Regions from separate parts of the Bos taurus genome. Here region 2 is linked to region 1. Evidence: chromatin contacts called from public Hi-C data. All regions are on one chromosome and are shown on one strand. Each heading gives the region's core, a stretch centred on a gene start, on an enhancer-like site or on the middle of the called end of the contact. The rest is flanking DNA. Distances are from core to core; before and after follow the strand shown.

Region 1 (5,332 bases), core at 2,681-5,180:
TCACAACCTCCTTATTCTTAAATAGTAAGGATCTCAGAGAGCTTTTTACCTGGGTTAAAGTGACATTACCTTATTAGAAACTGAAACTTGTAGGATGCTTCAGTGGCCTTTTCTAGTTTGGAAAGGTGTGATTATTTTTGGCTTTTGAAAGCCTCATAAAGGTCTACACTTAAAATATTCAATTTCCTTTAAATTCTGAATGACTGGGCTCAAAACAACATCACAACTTAACTGGCATTATGAAACACATGTGATACTGTATGAAGTGCATCAGACACAATAAAGAACCTTGTTAGTATCTCTAAAGCCAAGGGGAAGCTAGCAGACATCATAGTTTAATTTCTTCTTCACAGATCTGCCCATTTCTTTGAAGTACATTTCTCTTTTCCCACAGTCCAACCTCAAGACTCTGCTCTAGCTCCTACCTCTTCCTGAAACATTCTCGGAGAGCCATACGGCTCCCTCCCCCACCTCATTTGCTCCAGCGTCATTTTCTTAGACTCTGGTGACAGTAGGCGCATGAAACCAGTTACATTTGCTGAAAGCCTGTCATTGATGGAACTCATTGAAAGCAAGCCTATTTCACAAAGCCAGCGAAAAGAACTTGTAAGAGTTGTTGTAATTTAATGAAATTGATCAATGCAAATAATTTACCTTGTATAGATGTGAGGTTTTGTAACTTGAGTTACAAAACCCCCAGGATTAGAGCCCATGATGGACGTCATATACTGTCTTCTTTTTCCATCATAACCTTGTGGTCGTGTGGCCCTCCTCTGTCCCTTCTGTCTCTCTCAGCCATCTCAGACCTATTAGGAGGTGTCCAGTATCTGGAAACATTTCGGCATCTCAGGCCTCCACTGACCCAGCAGCTGCTTGCAGAAGAGCAGCTGGGAATCCTGGGGATCAGCGACTCTCACTGGGTCACCATTAATTGTGAGGAAATGTTCTGGCTTTTCCATCAAGTGTTGTAGTTACCATGATCAAGGCGCTGTGCTAGGCAGAGAGGGGGACTCTACGTCTCCACACATCTTTAGGAGTGTTTGGGGAGAAAGAACACACACTGAAATTAGAAAGGAAGAGAGGGGCATCCCTGGTGAGCCAGTCTTTAATAATCCACCTTCCAATGCAGGGGATGCTGATTCGATCCCTGATCAGGGAACTAAGATCCCACATTCCACAGGGCAACTAAGCCTGCATCCACAACTAAGACCTGATGAAGCCAAATAAATTTAAAAAAGGAAAAAAGGAGAGAAGAAAACAGAAGGACAATGTCAGGTAGTGTGTATGTTCTGATGCAATCTTGGTTGTTTACTTTTGCTTTTAGTGCTCGTGCTTCTGGTGTCATTTCCAAAAAATCATTGTCAAGACAGATGTCAAGGAGCTTTTTCTACAAGGAATATTTTAAGAGACGCTGGAGGGGTCGAGGGCGCTGTCCGGTTTCCCCACTAGGGGGCGGGCTTGGTCACTAGTTGATTGCAGTGTTTTTCCCACTTGTGCACACACAAGCTCAGACTCCTTCCCAGCAAACCATTCTAGTCCTTTGCTACCAATTCATGGGAGTTGATGTTCAAGACGAAATGTTCTGCTCATCTTGACTTAGCCATAATATACATTCTATTGAAGCCAGTTCTCTTACAATGCCTCTGATGGATGATTCAAGACTTCCCACATTTGCCTCCAACTTTTCTAACTCTAAACAATGACATGCCATCAAATGGAATGCTTTCTGGTGCTCAATAAAGCCTTCACTGTTCTTGTATTACTGTGTAAGTCTTTGGAAGTCTCCAGAATTGCTCCCATCTCAATAACATTCCAGCATCCTTCAGCCAGCGTTTAAGAGCTGCTTCTGTAGCAAAGTCTTCTAACCATTTAGGCCTCACAGAATTTTATATGATCACTTCATTTAAATGGGAGAAGGCAATGGCAACCCACTCCAGTACTCTTGCCTGGAAAATCCCATGGACGGAGGAGCCTGGTAGGCTGCAGTCCATGGGGTCGCTAAGAGTCGGACACGACTGAGCGACTTCACTTTCACTTTTCACTTTCATGCATTGGAGAAGGAAATGGCAACCCACTCCAGTGTTCTTGCCTGGAGAATCCCAGGGACAGAGGAGCCTGGTAGGAGGCCATCTATGGGGTCACACAGAGTCGGACACGACTGAAGCGACACAGCAGCAGCAGCAGCAGTGTTTTGCCACAAGATTTCTTCCTTGGTTAATGCTTTTTTTTTCTTCCTATTTAAGAAATCATGTCTGCCCCAATTTACCTAAGTATCAATAAAAATGCTAAAAAATCAGAGCTGACAACTAATACATTTTTGACACCCAGGAAAGAGGTCTGCTAGGAAAAATATTGTAAAGGGGAGCATCGAGGACCCTGCTAAGGACAGGCTCAGGTCACAATTGTCAGGACTATATTGATCACTTGGTCGAAAGATTTAGCCAATGTATAGATGGAGATGGTATGTTTGGGATGTTCAATGACATTTTCCTGAGCTTTAGGTCATTTGTAGTAATAACAGAAATTCGAAGCAAAAGGAGGTAGACTGGATAACTGTTGCTGTGCTGTGCTCCAGTGTGTTTGACTCTTGGCAACCCCATGGACTATAGCCAGCCAGGCTTCTCTGTCCATGGAATTTCACAGGCAAGAATACTGGAGTCGGTTGCCATTTACTTTTCTGGGGATCTGCCCAACCCAGGAATCAAACCCATGTCCCATGCGTCTCCTGCACTGGCAGGAAGATTCTTTACCACTGAGCCACATTAGGTGCCATTTCCTCAAGATGCTCTGTGACTATGAAGAACATATTGGGCCACAGAGCAAGGACTAACTCCCAACAGCTAGTGGACTCAGTATAATCAGCTACTTGCTTATGTAAACAAGTTTTACTGGAACATATATTGTCTATGACTGCCTTTGCACCTTAACAACAGAGTTAAGGAGTTGAGGCAGAGACTGTATTGCCCACAATGCTGAAAATATTTACCATCTGGCCCTTTAAAAAAGTTAGAAATCTCTCCTAGAGAACATTATTATAGCTGTGAATCCCATTCCTGGGATCCTTGACACTCAGCATCTGGAAGAAACTGCTGATGGTGTGCTAGTAATCCCTGGACAAAATACAGGCACCCACTGAGGTATTTTTTGGCTATTTGAAATGTTTCAATGCTTTGCATGAGATATAATTTAAATAATAAGAATCTAAAATAGAGCAAGGATTATCCCTGGTCTTGCACTCTACTGTAAGAATATTTGCACATTTGTTGCTTTGAATTGTCTTTGTTAGAGACAAGAGAATGAAAACCCAAATGAAAATGAGAAACTTATATATGGCTGTAGACGTTGTCAGTCATTTGGGTATAATTAGAGAAGTAGACGTGACCTCGAGGGAAAGGACTATATTCATGGACACAGGATACATTCATGGTACCTGAGTCCAGACAGCCTTTAGTGTTGATCCTCTTAGAAGGGGGGATGTTCAAGTCTCTGCTCTGCTCAGTCCTCAAAAGCAGCTCACAAATTACAAAGAGAGACCTCTGCATTGAACAGCTAAGAAACCAGAGCAGGTCATTGTCTATACTATCTTGATTAGGATATAAAAGAATTAAAAAAAAATTATTTTGATTGATGTCTGCCCCTTAGCATCCTAGACCTTGTATTCATTGACTCATCCAACACTACCGTTTACGCTACTAAAATCTGGCAAGATGAATATTTCCCCTGATCCTTGGACCACGACAAGAGACTGTGGATAAGGGTGGGGACCAGGGCTCCCAGGAGGAACTGTCATTTCTGTGTCTGATGGAAGGTAAGTGACTTCGTTGAGGACAGACTTCCTTGGAGTTTTCTTCAGAACCCACACAGAGGCAGAATGATTGCATTTGTCAGTGCTGCTGCTGTCATCAGAAGAGGCATCTGGTGCTATGATTGCTTTTCATCATCCCGTTGCTCAACGCTGACCTTTCTTTCCCTATATTCTGTTCCACTTTTTTTTCTGAAGTTAAAAGAAACAAATGAGTTTCTTTTTCTTAGGTTTCTTTTCACCTTCTCAGCCGCAGATCTTTTCAAAGATCCGCAGATATTTGCAAACATTAGGTAAGCTGCCAGTTTCACATTTCTGTGGAAATCACTCACAGGACCCACTCCTCTCTACACAGCTTGCTTTCCAGGTGGCTGCAAAGTAGCAGATATTTCTGTCCCTTCCCCTCCATCCAGAGTTCTTCCTCCAGCTCCCTTAATTAAGGTTTTTAAAAATATTTATTTGACTGCATCAAATATTTAAATATTTATTTATTTATACTTACTTATTTAGTTGTGTCATATGGGATCTTTCTTTGTGGCGCATTGACTCTCTGGTTGCAGTGCCTAGGCTTAGTTGCCCCAGAGCATGCAGGATCTTAGTTCCCCGACCAGGGATCAAACCCACATCCTCCACGTTGTAGGGTGGATTCTTATTGTATGGACATTCTCTCACACTGGGTCCTGTGTCTCCTAAATTCTATTTCTTTATTCACTCCTAATTTTGATGGGACAATCCCTCTCAGCTTCCTGAAGAAGAGGGCACGGAAAGGAAATTTTATTTACATGTATAAAAGTATATTTTTCCTCATATTTAAATAATTACTTGGCTATGTTTAGAATTCTAAGTTAGAAACTATTTCTCCACAGTATTTCTGAAGGCATTTCTCCACTGTCTTCTAGCTTTTACCAGTTGTTGAGAGGTCCAATAGCATGTGGATACTTGTTACCAGTTGTTGAGAGGTCCAGTAGCATGTGGATACTTGCTTACATTAATCCTTTTTCCCCTAGAACCTGTAGAATTCTCCTTGTCACCAGTATGTTCTAAAAGTTTACAATCGTGTAGTTGGGAAGGATTTATTTTTATCCATTTGGAAACATACCGCTCAGCTCAGGGAAATTTTATTGGATTTTTCTTGACAATTTTTTCTTCCTTTCATTTTTCTTTGGCCTCCCTTCCTAGCACTCTTTGGTTAGATGATGGTCCTCATAGTCTGATTCTCTAATTTTAAAATTTTATATATGCTATTTTCCTTTTTTAGTCTGTTTTTCTATTTGAAAGAATTTTTTTCTGTTTTGTTCTAATCTTTCTTTTGAGTTTTTCCACTCAATTGTTGCTTTAATTTCCAAGAGTCCCTCCAAGTTCTTTAAATGTTCGACTTCTTTCATAGCATTTTATTTTATTTTATGGATGCAATGTCTTCTCCAATATCTGAATTTACTGATGGTAGTTTGTTGTTGCTGCCTTAACTCTTCTCCCTTCAAATCGCTTGTGTTTGGCCACTGTCCTCTATATTTGAGGCTTTCTTAAACT
Region 2 (5,367 bases), core at 2,659-5,158, 57 kb after region 1:
TGTGAACAAAAGAACAGCAAATAAGCAGTCATTGTGAATTGTTTTGTTATTCTGAGACTTCTTAGTGTATTGTGGAGTAGAACATATGTACACTGGTATCACTTAGAAATGAGATAGTCAATTCAGGAGAAAAGAAACAGAGATGTAGGATCAATTAGGTTAAGTAAAATTTTGGTAAATTTGAATTTGTAAGATGAAATCACAATATATTCTATCTTTAAAATATATACGGGGCTTTCCGGGTAGTTCAAATGGTAAAGAATCTGTGGGAGACCTGGGTTTGATCCCTGTGTTGGGAAGATCACCAGGAGAAGGGAATGACAACCCACTCCAGTATCTTGCCTGGAGAATTCCACGGACAGAGGAGCCTGGCGGGCTACAGTCCATGGGTTCAGAAAGAGTCGGACATGACTGACTGACTAACTCTTAACAAGGGATACTGAGCTAGGCTTCTAACAGACCCCCATGTAGTTTTCTGAGACTTCCCAAAGTAACTTTCAGGAGCATCGCCCATGACCGTACCTCCCTCTTTAAAATATACACACAGTACCAATATCATTTTCCTGGTTTTGATACTGTACTACAGTTACACAAGATGCTGCTATTGGTGAGGGGGGGTGGGTAGTCAGGGGCTGGTGGCTCAAGACTTCCTACAACTCCCTGTGAATCTATTCAAGAGAAGCCTGAAATGTAAAGGAGGAAATGGTACAAGTTCAGTTTGTACTTGACTGTGTTGCAACAAGCCAAACTGCAGGTCAAGGTGGGCTGAGTGGATGCCTGAAAACCCATAAGTATGTGAACATCTGGAGAAGGCAATGGCACCCCACTCGAGTACTCTTGCCTGGAAAATCCCATGGACTGAGGGCCCTGGTAGGCTGCAGTCCAGGGGGTCGCTAGGAGTCAGACACGACTGAGCGACTTCACTTTCACTTTTCACTTTCACGCATTGGAGAAGGAAATGGCAACCCACTCCAGTGTTCTTGCCTGGAGAATCCCAGGGACGGGGGATCCTGGTGGGCTGCCGTCTATGGGGTCGCACAGAGTTGGACACGACTGAAGTGACTTAGCATAGCATAGCACGTGAAAATCATCAGAACATTCACAACAAGAGACTTCTGATGTCTCTGAGTTCTTCACCATGGATGTGAGGGGAAGTATTTAGAAATAATCTCAAAAGCCAGGAACATACTCTTTCTGTTGGTTTATCACATTATGTAAGTTTTATATGTACAACACTATATTTCAACTTCTGTACACACTACAGTGCACTACCCACCAAATGTTTAGTTTCCACCTGTCACCACAGAGTTGACCCCCTTAACCATTTTGCCCTCTCCCATCCCTGTTTCCCTCTGCTGCTGCTGCTGCTGCTGCTAAGTCACTTCAGTCATGTCCGACTCTGTGCGACCCCATAGATGGCAGCCCACCAGGCTCCGCCATCCCTGGGATTCTCCAGGCAAGAACACTGGAGTGGGTTGCCATTTCCTTCTCCAATGTATGAAAGTGAAAAGAGAAAGTGAAGTCGCTCAGTCTTGTCCGACTTAGCAACCCCATGGACTGCAGCCTACCAGGCTCCTCCATCCATGGGATTTTCCAGGCAAGAGTACTGGAGTGGGGTGCCATTGCCTTCTCCGCTGTTTCCCTCTAGTAGAGGTCAAAACATTCAGAATCCCATTCTTCTTCCATGCCATCCTGTGAATCAGGAGGAAACTGAGGACTTCATTGCCCGCCGTGCAGGTGGGGAAACAAGTCACAGTCACGAACAGACTGAAGCTGGGCCTCACAGAAAGGGAAGGAGGCTCAGGGACTGAGTCCCACATCGCTCAGTCAGAGAATTTCCGTCATACAATAGACAACAGTACCTTGTTCTAGCCCAGGCATACATCAAAATCACCTGGGCATTTCCTTTTACTACTGAGATGGGGAGAGGGGCATTCCCAGGGATGTCTTCAATTGGGCCCAGGTGAGGCTGAATTAGCATTATTCTGAAGTCTCCCTAGATGATTCTCGTGTGCTATGATGATTGAAATTCAATAATCTATTCCCAATCACTTCTGCATCAGTTGAGGAAACTGAGGCTCATAGAGCTGAAGTAGTTTATCACAGCTGGCCAGTCACTCAGGGAGCCATCTAATCCTACTATACTCCTGGGAATGGACTTATAGCATAGCGCTGAAATTCCATTTCTGTAAGTCTCATTTTCTCCAGTTCTTGTTTTCTTTTCCTAGCTGTAAGTGTACTCTTGGACACACACATACACAGACTTTTTGGGGGGCTGTTTTCTTCTCTACTGCTTTGTCTTGTGTTGTTCAAAGATCTATTTACTCCACAGAGACACGAGGCAAGATTCCGAATATCTAATCAGTCCAAGCCACAGTCCCATAGACCCAGGACTGCTGCCAAATTCATGGCAATGGTGCGATAAACGTTTTGTGTGCGTCTCTGCGTTCTATCTAGTGCCCTGGAAAATTACAAACCCAACTGTTTTTCTTCACACGAATTCCAAAGACATCTCACTCCCCTGCAAAGAGAGGTTGGCTCTCTAATTAATTTATCTTGGCATCTGCTTATTGCCTGAACATTTATTAGAATACAGTTTATTCAGAAATTTTTATTTGTGTAGAACTTTCTAACCAGTTCAGGATGACATGGCAGATGAGCTGGGTGGGAGGGATTAAGCAGGAAGGGTTTAGATTTGGCAGTGTGTTTAAGTGTTTCTAAGAGGAACACATTCTTACAGTTCCTCCTTTTCTGATTCTTTTTTAAAAGAAAGAATATAGGTGTTGTGTGTGTTTTTTTTTAAGAAAGCACTATTTAAACTTGATGACAGAAAATACCACTACTACTACTACTATTATTACCACCATCATCAATAGTCACCTTTTATTTGCAAGCTTTTATGTGCCAAGTAGTTGCTAAGTACTGGATTGGCCAAAAATTCATTCGGGTTTTTCCATCATATCAGCACTTACTCTTCTCAACCTCTTACCACAAGCACCATGACTCTGTAAGATTACACAGGCCAGGCTGAGGCAGGCCAAAGTGGATGCCATGGGCACCAAGAGGATAACAGTCTTACACAGATATGATAATCATGTCTAGTGAATACGAACACTTTAGATGGCTACAACAGAGGGCATTACAAATAAGGAAATATTTTCATTCAGGCCCAACATGTTTTATTTGAAGTCTCAAGATTCTAGCAGATTTTCTTGGTTCCCATGAACAAATAAGCAGTTTTAGGACTCTTTTTTTTAAATCACTGATCATTCTCCAGAAAGAAGGGTATGCAAAAGCACAAAATAATTAGTAAGACTGATCTCTCAGAGAAGAGGAACAAATTTGAGTTAAGGCTCCAGTTTACTGACTTGCAGAATTTTATACCATATAAAGAACAATGTCTGTTTCCAGATGAGCAAACAAAGGCACAGATTGAGGGCATGACTTTGGCCAGTTCACAGAGCCAATTTTCACAGGACTCCCTGGCTCTAGGTTCAGTGGACTCTACATTACTGGCATCTCTTAGTTCCTGGGTTTCTAAAAGGCCTTACAAAGTCTGAGAGGAATTTGTTGTCATTCAGTCGCTCAGTCATGTCTGACTCTTTGGGACCCCATCAACTATAGCCCCCCAGGCTTCCCTGTCCTTCACCATCTGCAGGAGCTTGCTAATTCCCGAAGAGAGGAATCAGTACATCAAAAAGCTGCTTTCCACCAGCCTTTTCTCAATCCATTTTCAAAACAACAAAGGAAGCATTAGCTGTTTAAGTTTCATTTTCTGCAATTCTGCCTACTTTAATTTCACTTTCTACTTTCAGTTTCCAACTTATCGTTGCAAAAACACACCCACAAGTTACATCATTAGCTGTGGTTCATCTCCCATATATAGCCCTGACCTGGGGCATAAATTTATCTGAAAATCCGTAAGACGGACAGAACAGACCTCAGAGAAGACCATCCAGCTAGACAAAGCATTGCAGAACTGCTGCCTAATTCACAGCAACCATGAGGTAAGCCTTTCTCTGTTTCTCTGCCTTTCTGTATAAAGCTTCTGGAAAAAATTTTAACCATACTATATCAACAGACTTAGTCTCGGTGATGCCATTTCCTTATTTTTCTATTTGACCAACTGTTTCGGACTGAACGTATACGTGAGTGCACTCACACACATGCACATTCATACATGCCCATAAACTGTTTTATCAGTTCATTTTCCTTCTTTGTCAGCATCTTCCTGAGGAATTTGCTGAAACCCAAAGAAAGGGAGGGAAACAGAAAGGGTGGAAGGGAGAGAACAATCCCAGTCTCTGAAACAATTTTCCACCAATCTCCCTTCTGTCTGAGCTAGGGGGGGAATGGACAGTTAATCTGGATACAGATGTTGCTTTCTGGCTCCTCGACAGGAGGAAAAAAGTAGAGTGCACACAGCTGTGTGAGCCACAGCAGTGGCGTCTCTCAGCTATCTTGAGAGAAATATTGTGGTGGATGAGGAAGAGATGCTCACTGCTTAGAGAACAAGACCTTTCTCTGCTGGCATCTGGTCTCACTATCTGCACTGCTGGGCTCCTATGTCAGGCTTTGTCAATCTGACTGGATCTAAGATTCGCAGGTTAACTGTCCTCTGGGGCAGCCAGGTGGCCTGCGATCCTTGACAGCCTCCTGTTCACAGGGCTCGGCTAGAGTTCTGTGCTTGGGAACTCCCACATCTTCCTTAGCTAAAGGGCCTAAAGTAAACTGTATTATCTAAACTGAATCTTGATTCAAAGAACCTTGGATCTTATCAGATCAAAAAAACATTAATATTGGCCTGCAAATTTGCCCTCAGTGTTCCAGTGTACAAAACTTTGAAGGGGCAACAGTTTCAGAAAATGCATAATTACAGACCTATTGTCAACCCTTCTCCCCTCCTTTGGTTCACAGACAAATAAGAGTGGATTATCACTGATAAGAAAATAATAACAACAGCAACAAAAATCATCATCATAATAATAGAAAAGTAGATATCATGTCCTGGATGCTTATCAAGTGCCAGCCTGGCTTCCAAAGTATTATGTAAATTATTACATTTACAAAAGAAACTTATGAGGCAAGTACTCGTATTATACTTTTTTTTGCCAATAACGAATTTTAAATTAAAAAGTTAAGACTACACAGATAATAAGTGATAGAGCTAGACATGAACCAGAGTCTCTATTCAATGATACCTTATTTAATCTTTAAACTGATGTTTCTTAAAAGGTACCAACGGAGGTTCATGAGATCATTTCAGATGGCATAGTAATTAGCTTTTATATTTTAAAGGAAGATCCCCTAGAGGAGGGTATGGCAACCCACTCCAGTATTTTTGCCTGGAGAATCCCACGGACAGAG

Evidence for each region. A called contact is a pair of places that touch in the nucleus more often than the background predicts.
Region 2: a Hi-C map of blood shows a contact between it and region 1, with 3 times the contacts expected there. The contact joins the promoter of LOC100139670 here to the enhancer-like site in region 1. A contact is called at or near these places in 7 of 11 Hi-C or Micro-C datasets (blastocyst, blood, liver and 3 more).

What each region holds. Positions count from the first base shown.
Region 1 is chr26:11,007,476-11,012,807 of ARS-UCD2.0, forward strand. It overlaps LOC112444523 (a long non-coding RNA gene), which reads left to right. Exons shown (of 2, transcript XR_003032885.2): 2 at 1-1,759. It also overlaps a transcript of LIPA not described here. Among named protein-coding and RNA genes, the nearest start is that of LIPA, 15 kb to the left of the region's middle. Within about 2 kb of position 3,931, at least 1 of the 102 cell types and tissues checked has an H3K27ac peak or open chromatin away from gene starts, as enhancers often do. A contact at or near this core is called in blood, where this site is marked.
Region 2 is chr26:11,064,422-11,069,788 of ARS-UCD2.0, forward strand. It overlaps LOC100139670 (interferon-induced protein with tetratricopeptide repeats 1), which reads left to right and starts at 3,909. Exons shown (of 3, transcript XM_059881981.1): 1 at 3,909-4,007; 2 at 4,918-5,083. The coding sequence starts at 5,079. It also overlaps a transcript of LIPA not described here.